Linked DNA regions of Gasterosteus aculeatus: region 2 is linked to region 1. A link is a contact called in public Hi-C data. All regions are on one chromosome and are shown on one strand. The core of a region is the stretch at or near the end of the contact, and the rest is flanking DNA. Distances in the headings are between cores, read along the strand shown. Region 1 overlaps ppfia3 (PTPRF interacting protein alpha 3). Region 2 holds the start of ifi35 (interferon-induced protein 35).

Region 1 (7,494 bases), core at 3,452-5,951:
GGAAATGCTGACTAACCTGGAATAAGAGCCACCGGGCCTCGCTCTCAGCTGATCCAACTCCAGCTGAAGGCGCTCCAGCTCTGCGATCAGCTGGTCCTGGAGTGGGGGGGAAGGGGGAGGTTAGAGAAAAAGGGGAAAGGAAAAAGGCTGCATGTCTGCAAGAGGTTTGACTCGGAGGGACCTTGTTCGCCAACAGATCATCCTGGAGTTTCTTCATGTTGGACAGTTCCTCCGACAGCGCATTCTGCAGGAAGAAGCAGACGCTTTATCGCGGTGAAGCTGGTCTTCATGTGTTTGTTCTGTACGTTTAAGTACAGCATTCTACACCAATCTCAGGGTATTTGTACGGGTGAGTTTGGGTACACGAGGGACACATGTGTAGGGTCTAGCATTTGGGGGACTGAGACAGATGGCGGTTTGACGAGACGCCTGCTCCCACCTTCTCCTCCAGGGCCGCCATCCTCTCCTTCAGGTGCAGCTGCAGCCTCTCGTTGGACTCAGACAGCAGCTTGTCCACCGTGTCGGAGAGGCGCTTGTTGTGTTCGTCGTTCATCCTCTCCCGCTGCCTCGCCTGAGGTGATGGGCGCGGAAGGGTTGAGAGACGGGTGAGAGCGAATGACAAGAAAGAAACGAAGGTGGGCGTTACAGTAACAAGCATTCTGCTCGACTGAGGACGACGCACAAAGATTTGTATCTGAATGGAAACGACCAAATACAGGGTTTAGAAAATTAGCACGCCTTTGTGGAGGCTGACAAAAGGGGCAACGGCACGAAGGAGGGGGAGGGATGAAACCAGAGGGAGAGAAAAGAGAGTGACTCACCCTCTGCAGCTCCTGGTTCTTCTCCTCCAGTTGCGCCTCCATCTGTCGCAGTCGCTCCTCAAAGTTACCATGTCGCTCCTCCGCCTGAGTGATCGTGGGGGGATGGAGGAGGTGGGAGGGGGGCGCAGTACAAATGAACACAAAAGGAAACGGCTTGTTGACCGGGTCGACCAATCGGCTACATGCCTGTACACATCTAAGCGTGGCGGGAGACTCTGGCTCTTCTCACGGGGCTCCTGCCCCGACACGCCACTAGTAAGTGTAGACTATTTGACAGGTTCGGCTACCGGGGGGGGGGGGATTTTTTGGCACGAGGGAGCATTGTAGTCGCAGGAATGCTTGAGATTTAACACACGAGCAAATCAAACGAGATCCGAGGCGGCGTGCGGTTCCTGGCGTGTCGAGGCGCAGCGAGGAGCAAATAGCTGAGCGGATTACATGCAAATGTTTGCTGTTCACCCGTCGTTTGATATGTTCCGCTTCGGCTATGCACGATCACACGCGCGTTTATACACACGTGTGCACACGGGCTGCTGTCAGGTGAAGATTGCACTGTTTTCATCTGATTGTGTACAGCTGGTCGATTGTTTGCACGCACACACACACACACACCTTGTTGAGGGCTGCCACTCTCTGGGCGAGCTGCGCCTCGATCTCCGGCAGCGTCTCGGCCCTCTGCAGAGTCTGCTGCAGCTTCTGCTTGGCGTCATCCAGGCGCTCCTGGAGCTGCCGGTTCTTCTCCTCGCCCTGCAGGAGGAGGGGGGCAGCAGGAGAGACGGGAGCGGAGGTGAAACTCGGGTCGCCAGGTTTTTTGCGGAGGGCAAGAAAAGAGAAGACCCCCCCCCACACCTGTCTGTAGAGCGAGTCTTTGCTGGCCAGCTCGTTCTCCAGCTTGTCTTTGGTGTCGTGGAGAGACGTCGCCTCCCTCTGGGCACTCAGGTACCTGCAGAGCGGAAAAACACGGGGCGGCAGACAAGACGGAGCGGTGGGTGAGGCGCCCGCAGCGCTTTTTCCTTTGCAAGGAGGCAAGGAAGAGTTCGCGGAGGGGAAACACAAACCTGCGCTCCAACGTGGTGATTCTCTCCTCCATGTCTTCCCTCTGACAGAGAGCCTGGGGGGGGGGGGTTGAAGGCCGCAAAGCATGCGCACATTTAGAAAGCAACCGAGAGCAGATAGTCAGAAAGGTTTACAGGCGTTGATCAAAGGGAGCAGCTATTAGCAGAAGAATGATAATGAGCGGTTAGTAGTTGTTGTTGTTGTTGACAGCTTTTAAATGCCGTTGCAAAAGGTCAAAGAGAGATGGGGGGGGGCGACGAGGAGGGGGGCAGCAGTACGACTCAGAGAAACAGATTTCGCCAAAGTCGACTCAACCTCCTCTCGTTGGAAAAAAGAACGCCCTCACACCTTTTCAATCTGTCTGATCGGGAAGGCCGCGTTGCCGTGGATACGGGGGCTCTGGCGCGCGGAGTAACTGGCCTTTTGTTGCCATAGCAAACCGGGCGTATTTGAGCGAATCAAAAAGAGTATCTCACCTCCTTCACGTCCCTCTGCAGTTTCTGGTTGGCCTCCTCCGATCGGGCCAGCTCCCGGCGGGCGGACGTCAGCTGCTCCTCGATCTCCCCGACCTGGAAGGGGAGGCGGCGAGACGTGAGGCGCCTCCGTCTGCCGTCTCGGCGAATAGCGCGGCGCGTCGGCCTACCTGTCTGCACATGAGGGCCAGTCTCTCTTTGAGCTGACCCAGCTCCGACCTCTGTCGCTCGATCTCGCCCTCGCGCTGACGGTCCACGTCGCCGTCGTCCAGGATGGACGACGGCCCGTTGGGAAGCCGCTGCACGGAGGGACAAAAGATTTTCGCTTCAATTGATGAGAACGCCGATTGGGGTGTACGGTTGGCCTGCTAACATGCTGCCGCTGAGGATGGCGATCTCGGCGCGGCCTCACAGGCCGTTGAGGCTTCCGGAAGCCTCAACGGCGTCGAAGCAGAAATAGATTTCTCGCGCCGATGCATCATGCAGGTCTACTAACACTGACTAACACCTTTAAGACAAGCATCCCGGTACCTCTTTGCCGCCGTCCAGTCCTTGCTGCCGCCGCTTGATCTGCTCCCTTAGGGACACGACCTGGAACCACAGGGAGGGGAGCCGATCAGGAGAAACTCACACCCCAGACAGAGTGTCACGGTGCGGTTTTATTTCCTGTCTTATTTTGTAGCTTCTGCTTCTTGTCTCCCCGGGTAACTTCACTTCCTGCCTGGTCCTGTCGTCCCTTGTGATTGTCTGATTGTTTCCACCTGTGTCCACCTGCACCTCCCTAGTGTATTTAAGCCGTGTGTGTCTCTTGTCACTTGTCGTTGTCCATCGTCCTGGATGCCTCTAGTTCCTGCCTGCCTTTTGTCCCCCTGGTACTTGTATGCGTTTTTGCCCCTTGGCCATTTTGTGTTGGAGTTTATGACTATTAAAGTATTTTTGTGTTTCGACATCTGCATTTGAGTCCTGCCTTCCCACGACGCGTCCCTGACAGAGAGAGGCACAGAAAAAGCTTGAAGGAACGTGGACTCACCTCCTGGGAAGAGGACTGCAGCTCTTCCTCCAGGGACGCCACCCGCTGCAGCGCCACCCGTAGCCGCTCCCTCACCTTCTCGTCCAGAGCTTTGTGGTGCTCGAACAGCGACTTGAGGGCTTTCAGGACCTCCACCTCGCTGGAGACCCCAGCCGGGGACTGGGTCTGCCTCTTCACCACGGTCATCCTCAGGCTGCGCTCGTGGCGGGACACCAGGCACTCCAGATGCTCCAGCAGCAGCTGGAGACACGAGCGGTTCGGGGGTTCGTTCAGGGGGAAAACAAATGGACAAGCGGCGAGGGGAATCGGAGCAGAACTTGAGTGTGTGTGATGCTGACCCGTGTGTTGTTCCTCTCCGCCTTCAGCTCGGCTATCTCCTCCTCCCTCTCCAGCAGCTGTTCCCGGCAGAGGTTCAGCTCTTTGGTCAGCACTGCGAACTCCTGCCGGGTCACAAGAGGAAGCCGCTATCGACTCACACACACACACGCGTCCGTTAAGAAGTGCTGCATATTCACACTTTGCCTAAAACAGGCCTTCCTTAATGGATTCCTCCCCTGTCTGATTGATAAATGCTGAGTCAGAAGGTTTGAAACCAAAAAATAAAAATATCTCAGCAGGAGGTCTCCTCTTCTCACTTGGCCGGTAATCCAGAAAAAAATAATAATAAACACACGCCTCCAAACAGAAGAGCAGAGCGACCGCAGACTGTAACGTTTACTGCCGGTGTTTTCCGTCATCCCACACAGCGCAATTAACCACAGAATCAGAGACTTTCGACGCGCTTCAACCAACGTGTATGGAACTTCTCCAACAGGAATAAACCACAAAACAGCAGCCAGCGGGACTCCTGGACCAGGCCTCCGTATAAAATCTAACAACCAGCTTTATTGCACGTGTTGCACCTGAAATGGGATTAATTGCTCAATAACCTTGACTGGCTGTGCGCTTTGCTCGCCATTAAAACAAACCGCCCGGAGTTTAAAGAAGCACGAGAGGAGCTGCGGCTCTGGGACGTCTGGGACCTCCAGAAGACAGCGGCCCGGGTGGAACTGTTACGATTCTCCGCGATTGAACGCAATCGCGTAGAATCGATGGGGAAGCTACGTGATAGTTACGCTGACAAATACTTTGGTCAGACTGAGTGGTATCCATGGCAACACATCAGAGCAGACACACGCCGCCGTGTGCAGCGAGTGCTCGACCGCGCGCTGATTGTCCTCTCTGCTCGCGTGCGATGGCGCCGTGACGCACACATGACACACATGACAACCAGGACACACACACACACACATTCCCCCCCGGGACACACACATGACAACCAGGACACACACACATTCCCCCCGGGACACACACACATGTCACACATACACGCAGTGATGCAAGCACGGCAGTGTGGTAATCAACACGACACAAACCAGATCCAAGACTGGGACCAGTCCCACAATGCGTGGCACAGATGGACATGAGAACCAGATTAGAGAACTACCAGGACCTCCAGTGGCAGGTCCGGAGACCAGGACCTCCAGTGGCAAGTCCGGAGACCAGGACCTCCAGTGGCAGGTCCGGAGACCAGGACCTCCAGTGCCAAGTGTGGATCGGTGATCAGTTTACCCACATTAGCGCCTCCTCTCACACGCATTGAAGTGCAGCATGTGCAGAGCGTTGGTACCCCTCGACGCCCGGGGGGGAGGCGAAAGGAGGAAGCCCGGTTTGAGGAGAGGGAAGTGAGGAGGGACGACTTGCCGCGTGCAGATGGCTCCTTCTGGTGCCTGCAGGATTTCTTAATTCTGGGATTAATTCAAGTAGAAGACGGAGCGAGCTGCTCCACCGGCACCGCACTGCTTCTATCTTTCTCACCGTATGGCACCGTCATTTTTCGTTCATTGCAACCCCCCCCCCCACCCTTCACCCATGTCAACCCCCGCCCACTCAACCCCCGCGTCCCCGTCATGATACACCGTCTAAAACAGCCACTAGAAGCCACCTCATTAGCATGCAGCGATATGCAAGTGAAATAGATTTGTTAGTCTCATTTCACCAGGTTTTTCTCTCTTTGTGTGCATGTGTGTGTGTGTGTGTGTGTGTGTGTGTGTGTGTGTGTGCGTGTGTGTGCGCCATGCTGTAACTGCTTCCATCCCTCTCCTGATTTTTCTCTCTTGGCAACGTTGAACACACAGAGACGAACTGGCTGAACTCATCTACAGTAGAACGTAGCTGCTGTGTGTGCAGCTCGTTGCCTCCTGCCTGTGTGTGTGTGTGTGTGTGTGTGTGTGTGTGTGTGTGTGTGTGTGTGTGTTTCTGCAGATGATGACCATATCGATCTCTCCATCGCTGAGGTAACGCAGCTCTTTAATGTCGGCTGAGTCCGGTGTTCCCTCTGGGGTTGTTTTCTTGTCACACGCTTTGGAAAAAGAAGATGAGCGCAAAGAAAAGCACGACTGCTCCGAACGTCTCCCCACAATCCTCAAAGACTCTCTTTGCAATCCTTACGGGAAGGGAGGCCGATATACAGATCCTTACTGTCAGGTAACTTACTGACAGATCTGTTCTTCCAACACACAGAACCTACTTAGAAAAGTCTGATGAGCTGTGGATCCAAAAGAGTCCCAAACCGGACAAAACAGGGTTTAAAGCAGCTTTAAAAAGAGGAAACAGGTACCAACGACTACAGTTGGTCGCCATGGATACCGGCTCACCAGCCAGCCTCATTAAGGAACCGATTCTAAGACAGCAAAGTACCATTTTGATGCGTTGGTACATGAGGATTTCCGTTTTAGGAGGTACGGATATTTAGGAACAAACGATTCTCTTATTGTTGTCTTCTCTTTCACTGCTGTGATGGTTTCAGGTGAGAGAACATCGCAAGAGTCCTTCTCAAGGTAGAAAACACATACCGCAAATTCTTTGTCCAACGCAAGTTAAAAGTTGAATATCACACAAGCACATTTAGATATTTCCATGAGGAGTTATAAACTTTACCGTTGGTGCTCCGTGGAAGCGGCCGCGTTGGTTTAAAACCGCAGAAGAAGAAAGAAGTCGGACCCAGCTCACCTGGACAATGGCTGCAGCATTCAACCTCGCTGACAGGTTAACGCGTGAATAATTCAGCGCTGTGATGTGATGCACATCAGCAGCATTACTGAGGTCAGATTTGGAGATTCTTCAGGTCGACGATCTTCTCTTTAAATAACATTGGAGATTTGACGTTTCACATAAGCGCTAAAAATTGCTGAAATGGGACTTTTTTATCAAACCGGCCTAAACCAGGTGGTGCACCTAAAGGAGAAGATCACCTCCACGGCTCTCCAGACACACACACACACACTTAGATGAGGTGATATGACAGATTAGACTTTTCCTTCATCAATGAAGTACTACGACCTGCGTGTAATGAGCATAATGAAAGCCTCCCAGTGACGGAGCAGGTGGGCGGTACCTGCGGCAGGGCGATGGACAGCTGCCTCTGCAGCGACTCCTTCTCGTGGCCGAGGTCCCTGAGGCGCAGGTGCGCCGTCCCCAGGCAGTCCTGCGTCTCCCTCAGGCTCTCCAGCAGCCGCTCCCTCTCCGTCAGCATGTTCACCATCAGCGACTCCAGGTTGCCCGTGCTGCCCCCCTCGTCGCTGCTGCCGCCGCCGCCCGCGCTGCCGCCGCCGCGGGCATCCCTGCCGCCGTAGCCCCCGATGCCTCCCATCCCTCCTCCTGCCCCGCCCCCCGGCGGGGAAGACGAGCCGCCGCCTCCGCGCCCGTCCTCCGAGATGGTGGGCATCACCTCGCACATCATCTTGAGGCCGGGGAGCTAGAGGCGGGGGGGGGAGGGGTCTGAGAGGCGGTGCGGGACGCTCGGCGCCGCCTCCACTGGTGGTCCACTGACGATCAGACGGCCAACTGATTCTTAAGGGTGGGTGATGGAGGGGCCGTGGGAGGGGGGACAGGGGGTTCAGGGGGTAAGAGGGAGAGGTGCAGGTTTTAATCAATGACCTCTGACCCCCGGCCCGGGCTTCACTGAGATGAGACACTCACCTGAAGAGAGAAGAAAGAAGAAGATGAGATGATGGAGGAACATACAAGAGCTTTTACAGAAACGTGTATTTCTCTCTCGCACACACACACACAC
Region 2 (7,494 bases), core at 2,850-5,349, 70 kb before region 1:
TAGTTATTCCCCTTCTACTTTTAAATGCAGTGCCAAAAGTGACGTTACCTTCTCTTCAATCTAATTGGAATTAATTTTTCAAATTTATCAAATATGAATATCTACCATCAAGCGTTTATTGCTCCATTTTAGATAAATGTATTAACAAAAGAAAAAAACACGAGCAAAAAACTAAAACTAAACCCGGAAGTGACGTAAGTCCATTGCTCGTGTCAAAGGTCAGAAAATCCTTCTCGGCTTCCTTTCCTGTTAGCGGTGTCCGTAGAACAGCATCAGTGAGTAAAATTTCCCTTCCAACAATCTCCTACCATCGCTCCTTATCGGGGCTATTTTACCGTTTTTATCGTCCCACACCTTCACCAACGAATTCCTTAGTTGAGCTCATTCTGTTATTTTCGTATATTTGTCATGGACAAAGGGAGAAAATGATCGTTTATTGCAGCGCTTCGTCGCCGTAGCGCTCATTCCAACATGGCAGCTTCCAACACAACCGTCTTGTTAAAGGGGGCGAATGTGTGCGTTAAGACTGCGAAGTGTGTTGTGAAGTTTCAACACAAGTCAAATCCCTGCGAATAGTGTGTGTTCGAGTGAAATTAACTCATACTCCGCTCTAACTCGCTCTGTAAAAGGTTTGCTAGCCCTCCCCTAGCCGAATGCTAATGCTAGCTTAGCCGGCTAACCGAGGCGGCAGCACCGAGCAGGGAACGTGTCCACACAACTTCAGCGGCGTGTTTCGGCGATGTTGACATCGCCAGTGTTGCTTGCGAGGCGACGAGTCGTCTGCAGCGACTCGGAGGTTTGACAAAAGTCTTTAATTTCTCCTCAGAAATGGGCAAGTTCATGAAGCCTGGGAAGGTGGTGATGGTGCTAGCAGGACGCTACGCCGGACGCAAAGCTGTCATCGTCAAGGTAAGACGCGTGGATGCGATGTGTCCGGTGCCTCCGCGGAGCAGCTCTTCATCACGCGGGCGCTCAACAGACGTGAACACGCCGTTTGCTCATCCAGACGGTTGGTGTGTCGCTTAAGCCCACAGCCACTTGTTGTTGTTGTTCTCCGCAGAATATTGACGATGGCACAGCCGACCGTCCTTACAGCCACGCTCTGGTCGCGGGCATCGACCGCTATCCCCGCAAGGTGATCACAACCATGAGCAAGAAGAAGATCGCCAAGAGGTCCAAGATCAAGGTCTTCGTCAAGGTGTTCAACTACAACCACCTGATGCCCACCAGGTCGGTGGCTTGTCTGCTCCTACTTCCTGTGAATGGCCGCCGTATTGTCTCTGGTGCTTGTTTTGGCAGCCAAGAAATGACATTACATGTCATTACATTACATGTCATTTAGCTGACGCGTTTATCCAAAGGGACTTAGTGAGTGCATTCAATCATAGGGACACAAACTCTGCAGCTCAATTTCATCAAATAAGCCAATTCACAACTTGTTTATAGATAAGAGCCATTATAAGTACAATGTAAGTGGTATTTGTTCATGAAACTAAACAATCTATGTCAACTTAACGGTGTAATAGATTAGTCGATGTGTAACATGATTGATGCATTGATGGTAGAACACGATATTTTATAGCGTAGCGAATTGTGATGGTTTGTGACACAGAATCACATGTTTTAATTATGAACTACATGTTCCTCCCCAAATGTTGCAGTATTGTTTTTTAAAATTAGAAAATACTCCAGACAATTGAGTGTGAAAATGATTCAACTCCATATCCCATGGTGCATTTGGTTCAGAAAGGTTTTAAGTTAAGCTTGCTTGTTCTGATTTAATTCTGATCTTTCTGTTTCGTCTGTGGATCATATGTTTAAACGCGTATAACCTCGTCCCCTCGGCTACTCACTTCTTCAGTACGTTAATAAACATTTAACTGTGGGGACAGATGAGCTGAAATACACTTGAGTGAAAATATTGTAGTAGATGTTTGCTTACTGGCATTTAGACCTACGGTGTTTAACACATCTGTTTTTCACTTTTATAAAAGATATTAACTGTTTTTAAAGAATCATCCGATTACACTGAAGTAGTTTACACTCGCATGCAGAAGTTCTTTCAGCTTTCTCTTCCATTTGCTTTTGGTGTGACAAACTCTTGGGTTTAATTTCAGGATTGCAGTTACCGTATTACACATTTTCTGGATCTAATTATTCCCGCTGAATAAGACCGAATAAGAATACTTAAACGTGCAAATCATTGTTTTGAACTGTAGTCGGTCTGAAATGTCAATATAAGCCGTTTTTACTCTGAAATCTGCAATGACTGAAAAACACTTGTTTATATTTAAATGATCCGTTTTACCAATCTGTTATAAAGTAACTCGTCTTTTTAATGTTCCCTCCAGCTGCTCTGTTTATTTGACCAACTGCAGAAAGATCATCTCTGCGGAGGGTTTAAATAACTTTGTTGTTCTGTGTTCAGATACTCTGTTGATATTCCTCTGGACAAAACTGTCGTCAACAAGGACGTCTTCAGGGATCCTGCCCTCAAGCGCAAAGCCAGGCTGGAGACCAAGATCAAGTTTGAGGAGAGGTGGGTCCTTGTTTTTACTCGGTGTGTAATGTGTTGCTTCTGGTGCAGTAACCCAGAGGGCAAACTGAGGCTTTATAGGTGATCTGTACAGTTTGAGATGTTGGTTAGCAAAGTCCTTCACATCAGCTGCTCTCGTATCGACGTTCCTCCGCTCAGTTCTGTGACGTTTTATTGCCTCAAATGTTCTAAACTTGTGTGTGTCTTCTGTTTTTCAGGTACAAGACTGGCAAAAACAAGTGGTTCTTCCAGAAGCTCAGATTCTAACTTCACCCGCTTTCACAAATAAATGTTTAAAAATGGATGTTTGTTTGTCAGTTTATTTTTCTAAAAGTACTACGTCTCCCAGTCGGGAGGATTATTGATCAGGCTCATGTGTTCCTTTTTTTAGAAAGTTTAACACACAACTTAAAATATTTCAGTTTGCTTTAAAAAAATGATCCGTAAGTCACTGTTGTGATCAAACATTATGTGGTTTTGACTTAACTTAACTCAGAATGAGTAGATCTCAAATAAATGTTGGTTTAACTGGCCGACGTGTTAATGTTAGTATTTGTACATTAAGTGCAGTACACTCGTTCCTTGTTGAGGTAATTTACTGGTGTATTCAATCTTTTGTTGACTCCCAACGTTTATGTGAAAACTTAATTGGATTTAATTAATTAAATCCATTAATTGGACTGTAAAAAAAACGAAATACTTGTACTTCAAATTATCAGTTTATGGTAAGATCAACTCTTCTGTTAACAGTTTGCATAAGGAGTACTTTGACTTGGGTACATTACAGGTCATTTAGCCGACTAGTTTATCCAAAGCGACTTATAATAGACTTTTAACCCATGGCTTTTACATTTTGCCCAGGGAGCAATTAGGGGTTGGGTGTCTCTCAGGGACACTTTGACAATGGGAAGCCAGGACTCGAACTACCAACCTTGTGCTTCCCAGCGCATCCTCTGTACCGCCTGCGGCACGACCCCCATGTACTTAACATACATTCGTCCGTTGTGGTTTTACTTTAAGATGGAGTACTTTTAAGAAGATTTTTACTGTAGTGGAATTGGTAGTGGAACAAATACTTTCACACAATTAATAATCAACTGATCAATAAATGCAGCATTAGCTCGTATGTTTAGAAACCAGCACTGTGAAGCTGTAGAAATGAGCTTCACCTTTAAAGTGAACACATGAATGATTATAATCCCAAAGTACATCTTGTAAAGTCCCGTGTGTACAGTGTTTAGTTTGGGGACTTGATGTAAATTGTGATAAATACTTTGGAACTTTGACCTTCTACTTGAAACAGAATACTTTGACACCTGACTGCTTCTCCTGTATTTCAAACGGTACTTCTTACACCAGTGGCTTTGCATTTATTACAGCTGCAGGTTATTTGTATTAATGTTTCATTGAGTCTAATCATGCGCACTAGTTGACGTTGCGCAGTGAGATAAAAGAATAAAACTTTACAACTCTATAAATATTGTATTGAATTGCAAAATGACAGTATTCCCGGCAGCCATCGAACGCAGCATCGCGAGGCTGCAGCGCCCCTAGTGGCGGAGCGAGAGACGAGACGCGTTCAGGGCCGCTGGTGAAAAGAAACCGAAAGAGAAAAGACTTCACGGCACAGATAGAACCGCAGGTAAATTATTCTCCGACAGTTTATTAATGTAGAGCTACACGACAAAGATTAATACACCATATTAATTCAAAGATGACAGCGACTCGGTCATAAGTCTATTTAAAGTTTCTATTTAAAGTTATTCTCGCGTCTTTAAAGACTGTTTTTGAGGCGCGAGACGGTTTGTTAACCTGAAAGGCCCGTGGCGGGTTTATATTAATGTTTATCATTTTAAAGCCTTTCTTACTCATTGACGTACATGTTAAGTACATTTTATAGAAGGACTGTGACTGACAGCGAGCAATAACTGGTGTGTTTTGATTTGTTCCAGATTACTTTCAGCATGTTTAACGACGAGGAGGTGAGACGTTCATGTTCTTCCTTGTTGTTAAAGACACACGAGATAAATATCTGGATTCTTCCTGTTCAATACTTTCTCTTTTTATTAAACGGAAGAAGTTCATTGCTGAGAAACAACAGGAGCAAAGCATTAATAGTACCAGCGCGTAGAAATACTTTGTAAAGTAAAAGTACTAAAGTATTACCTTCAAAATTACTCAAGTTAGTTAGCAAAATCGCCCAATTTCAAAACAATATGTATTGCTGGATTTTAGACCGGGTATATCTAAAATATACTTAAACACAGTACTTCCACCACTGAATACTACTTGCATGTACAAAAAAGCGTCTGTGAATCAAACCCTCTGCCTCGTGATGCCTCATTCACTTGTATTATGCACATTTGCTTTTTCTACTCTTCATTAAATTGTGTGTTCTGGGGTTTCAGGACTTTTCTTTGGTGGTAGATGAAAAAACGGCCTCCAAAGACAGCTTGGAGGACATCAAGGCCTCGATCGACCGCTACAAGGTGCACTAGTGAAGAAAGCAGATTGTACTTCATGTGAAAACACAATGCAAAGATTTAGAAAAAAACGCCCGCGTTAGAGCTGTTACTCTACATCTAAATGCTATAATCCTACACAAGGTTTGTACCAATGGCCTCTTCTGATCCCAAATCAAGAAGCTCACGGTGGTGTCTGCATATGCTGGAGGTTTGATCACGTAGTATGAACATAATCTCGGTGATTAAACCATAATTAAGTAGGAAGTCAACACCCAATAATTGGTTGGCAATTGCCAAAACGTTTGTAAACGGTAACCCGGCAACCCTCGGTGTCAGACGCTGGCGTCCCTCCTCGCCTTGGCGAAGTTCACGCGGTTAAAGCGCTGCAGAGACGAGACGTTGGTGAACTGTGTCCACAGAGGAGACACGAGCAGCTGATCCAGGAGCAGCAGGAGCTCCGCGTCCTCACGGAGCAGCAGAGGGAGACGACCCGCGAGTTCAGGCGGCGCTCCGACAGACTGCTCCAGGACCTGGAGAAGGACCAGCGCTCCTACGAACAGCAGATTGAGGATAGGAAGGTACGGCGCTCTGGGGAACCTGTTGGTTTTATTATCTGCTCAGGCTAAAAGGTAAAGTGTCGCTTTAGGTTGTGTAACATCAACGCATCATAAAGTCAAACTGTCCCAGGTGTTTTTCCATCAGCTGAAAAGGAAAAAACATGTGACGCTCATAAAGAAAATACATCCATATTCAAATAATTTGAATAAATGATACTGAACGGTTTAAAGTGAAGTACTTTAGTGTGTTAATACAATCATAAGACTTGGACTCCAAAACTAACAACAAGAAAAACAATATGTTTAACCAGGCGAAAACCTTCTCATAGACATTTATCATTTGTAAAGAATCAGCACATCAGCATCGCTTTCATAAACTCACTTGAGAAGATCCGTTTTTTCCTCCGTGGGATTTATAGTTCAACACATTTTTTATGTCTTTATCGTCCTGCAGGCCGAAGCCGTCCTGATGCAGCAGGAGGAGAAGGAGCTGCTGAAGGAGATCCAGCGGGTGGAGGAAGCTCTGAAGGAGGAAGAGGCCCAAAACCAGCACCTGCAGCAGCAGGTCGAGGTGCGTCCGCCCCTCCGTTTAAACGCGCCGCCACGCGGCCGGCGTTCGCTTCACCCGCACCCGTTGGGATTCCAGGTGTTCACCGCCGTACCGGAGAGGCCGGTGGTCTTCGTGGGCACGAAGGGGAGCAACGCCTTCCAGATGAAGTCGCGCGTGGTTTACCCGATGGAGGGCGGCACGGCTCTCGTTACCTTCGAGGACGAAGTGGGTGAGTTCCTCGGCCAGCTGATTACCCACAATTCATTTTCTCAGAAGCAGTAAGTGATTCACGATTTAATGGCAGCTTTATTGATTTCATTTAGTTATAAAAGCTGTTTTTGACAACAAAAAAATAATATTTTATTTATTATTATCTCCTTTGAAGACGTTTAACACGTGGCGTTGCCATGGTTACGCGATGTCACCATTTCAAGTCTTTTCCAGCCTGTCACACATTCGGAGCGGGCAGCATGTCAGCGTGAGCACGTTAGCACGCTAACATGAGGGGATGCTAGCGTTAGCGGCCGCTCAGAGCCGTGTGGCGTCAACGGAGACATGTGATCCCGCGTTGCTTCTGTCCTCAGTGGCCAGTCGGATCCTGGACATGAAGGAGCACCGGGTGGCGCTGGGGTCCGAGTGCAGCATCGCTCTGGAGGCCCGGCGGGTTCAGCTGGTGCTGCCCCAGCTGGTGGAGGTAGGTGGAGATACACCTCCAGCTGCCCTCGAGGGAGGTTATTCGCGCGCTCACTCGTCCGCCTGCCCCCCGCAGATCGACTCCGAGGTGAGTCCTCGGCACATATTGATCTCCAACCTGCCCAAGATGGAGACGGAGACGCTGCTGAACAAGCTGGAGATCCACTTCTCCAAGAAGAGGCACGGAGGCGGGGAGGTGGAGAAGTGTGAACTGCTGCCCGACTCCGAGGACGTGGTCATCACCTTCGTGGAGAGCGACGGTGAGCATTCCACGCGCCGCTAGCAGGACGTGCGCGCCCGAAGGTGAGCTGTGCGTCGGTACGAATCCCAGCTGAGGAGCTTTGTCTGCCACCAGTTGCCAGAGGTCTGACGGAGAGAGAGCACCACCAGGTGGAGCTGCAGCGGACGAGGCAGAGCGTCCGGGTGACTCCCTTCCTCAACGGGACCATCACAGGCCTGCAGGTGAGCGTCGGTTGTGTCCTCGCCGCCACGTTGGAGTTGTCATTTTAACCCCCCCCACCCTCCCCCCACAGACCAGGGTGGCGGTTTGTCGGCGCACGGTGCTGCTGACGGGAATCCCAGGCGTGATGGAGCCGGAGAGCCTGCTGGACCTGCTGGAGATCCACTTCCAGAGGAAGGCCAACGGCGGAGGAGAGATCGAAGCCTTCCTGTACAACCCGCCGGGGGGGCGCA

The links. Hi-C and Micro-C count contacts between places; a contact is called where the count stands out from the background.
Region 2: a contact with region 1 is called in a Hi-C map of skeletal muscle, with 6 times the contacts expected there. The contact joins the promoter of ifi35 here to the enhancer-like site in region 1. A contact is called at or near these places in 2 of 6 Hi-C or Micro-C datasets (both in skeletal muscle).

What each region holds. Positions count from the first base shown.
Region 1 is chr11:17,024,953-17,032,446 of fGasAcu3.hap1.1, reverse strand. ppfia3 (PTPRF interacting protein alpha 3) reads right to left here. Exons shown (of 31, transcript XM_078084133.1): 2 at 6,817-7,271; 3 at 3,719-3,820; 4 at 3,381-3,620; 5 at 2,882-2,941; 6 at 2,521-2,649; 7 at 2,354-2,446; 8 at 1,880-1,932; 9 at 1,671-1,764; 10 at 1,434-1,568; 11 at 822-905; 12 at 440-571; 13 at 182-244; 14 at 17-96. The coding sequence starts at 7,161. Among protein-coding and RNA genes, the nearest start is that of LOC120827678, 4.7 kb to the right of the region's middle. Within about 2 kb of position 4,701, at least 2 of the 9 cell types and tissues checked have open chromatin away from gene starts, as enhancers often do.
Region 2 is chr11:17,093,968-17,101,461 of fGasAcu3.hap1.1, reverse strand. ifi35 (interferon-induced protein 35) reads left to right here and starts at 4,099. Exons shown (of 10, transcript XM_040190323.2): 1 at 4,099-4,178; 2 at 4,489-4,518; 3 at 4,945-5,025; 4 at 5,421-5,579; 5 at 6,013-6,129; 6 at 6,205-6,337; 7 at 6,693-6,802; 8 at 6,878-7,061; 9 at 7,157-7,263; 10 at 7,335-7,494. The coding sequence starts at 4,501. rpl27 (ribosomal protein L27) reads left to right here and starts at 152. Exons shown (of 5, transcript XM_040190325.2): 1 at 152-275; 2 at 827-909; 3 at 1,061-1,230; 4 at 2,429-2,539; 5 at 2,755-2,838. The coding sequence starts at 829. The coding sequence ends at 2,803.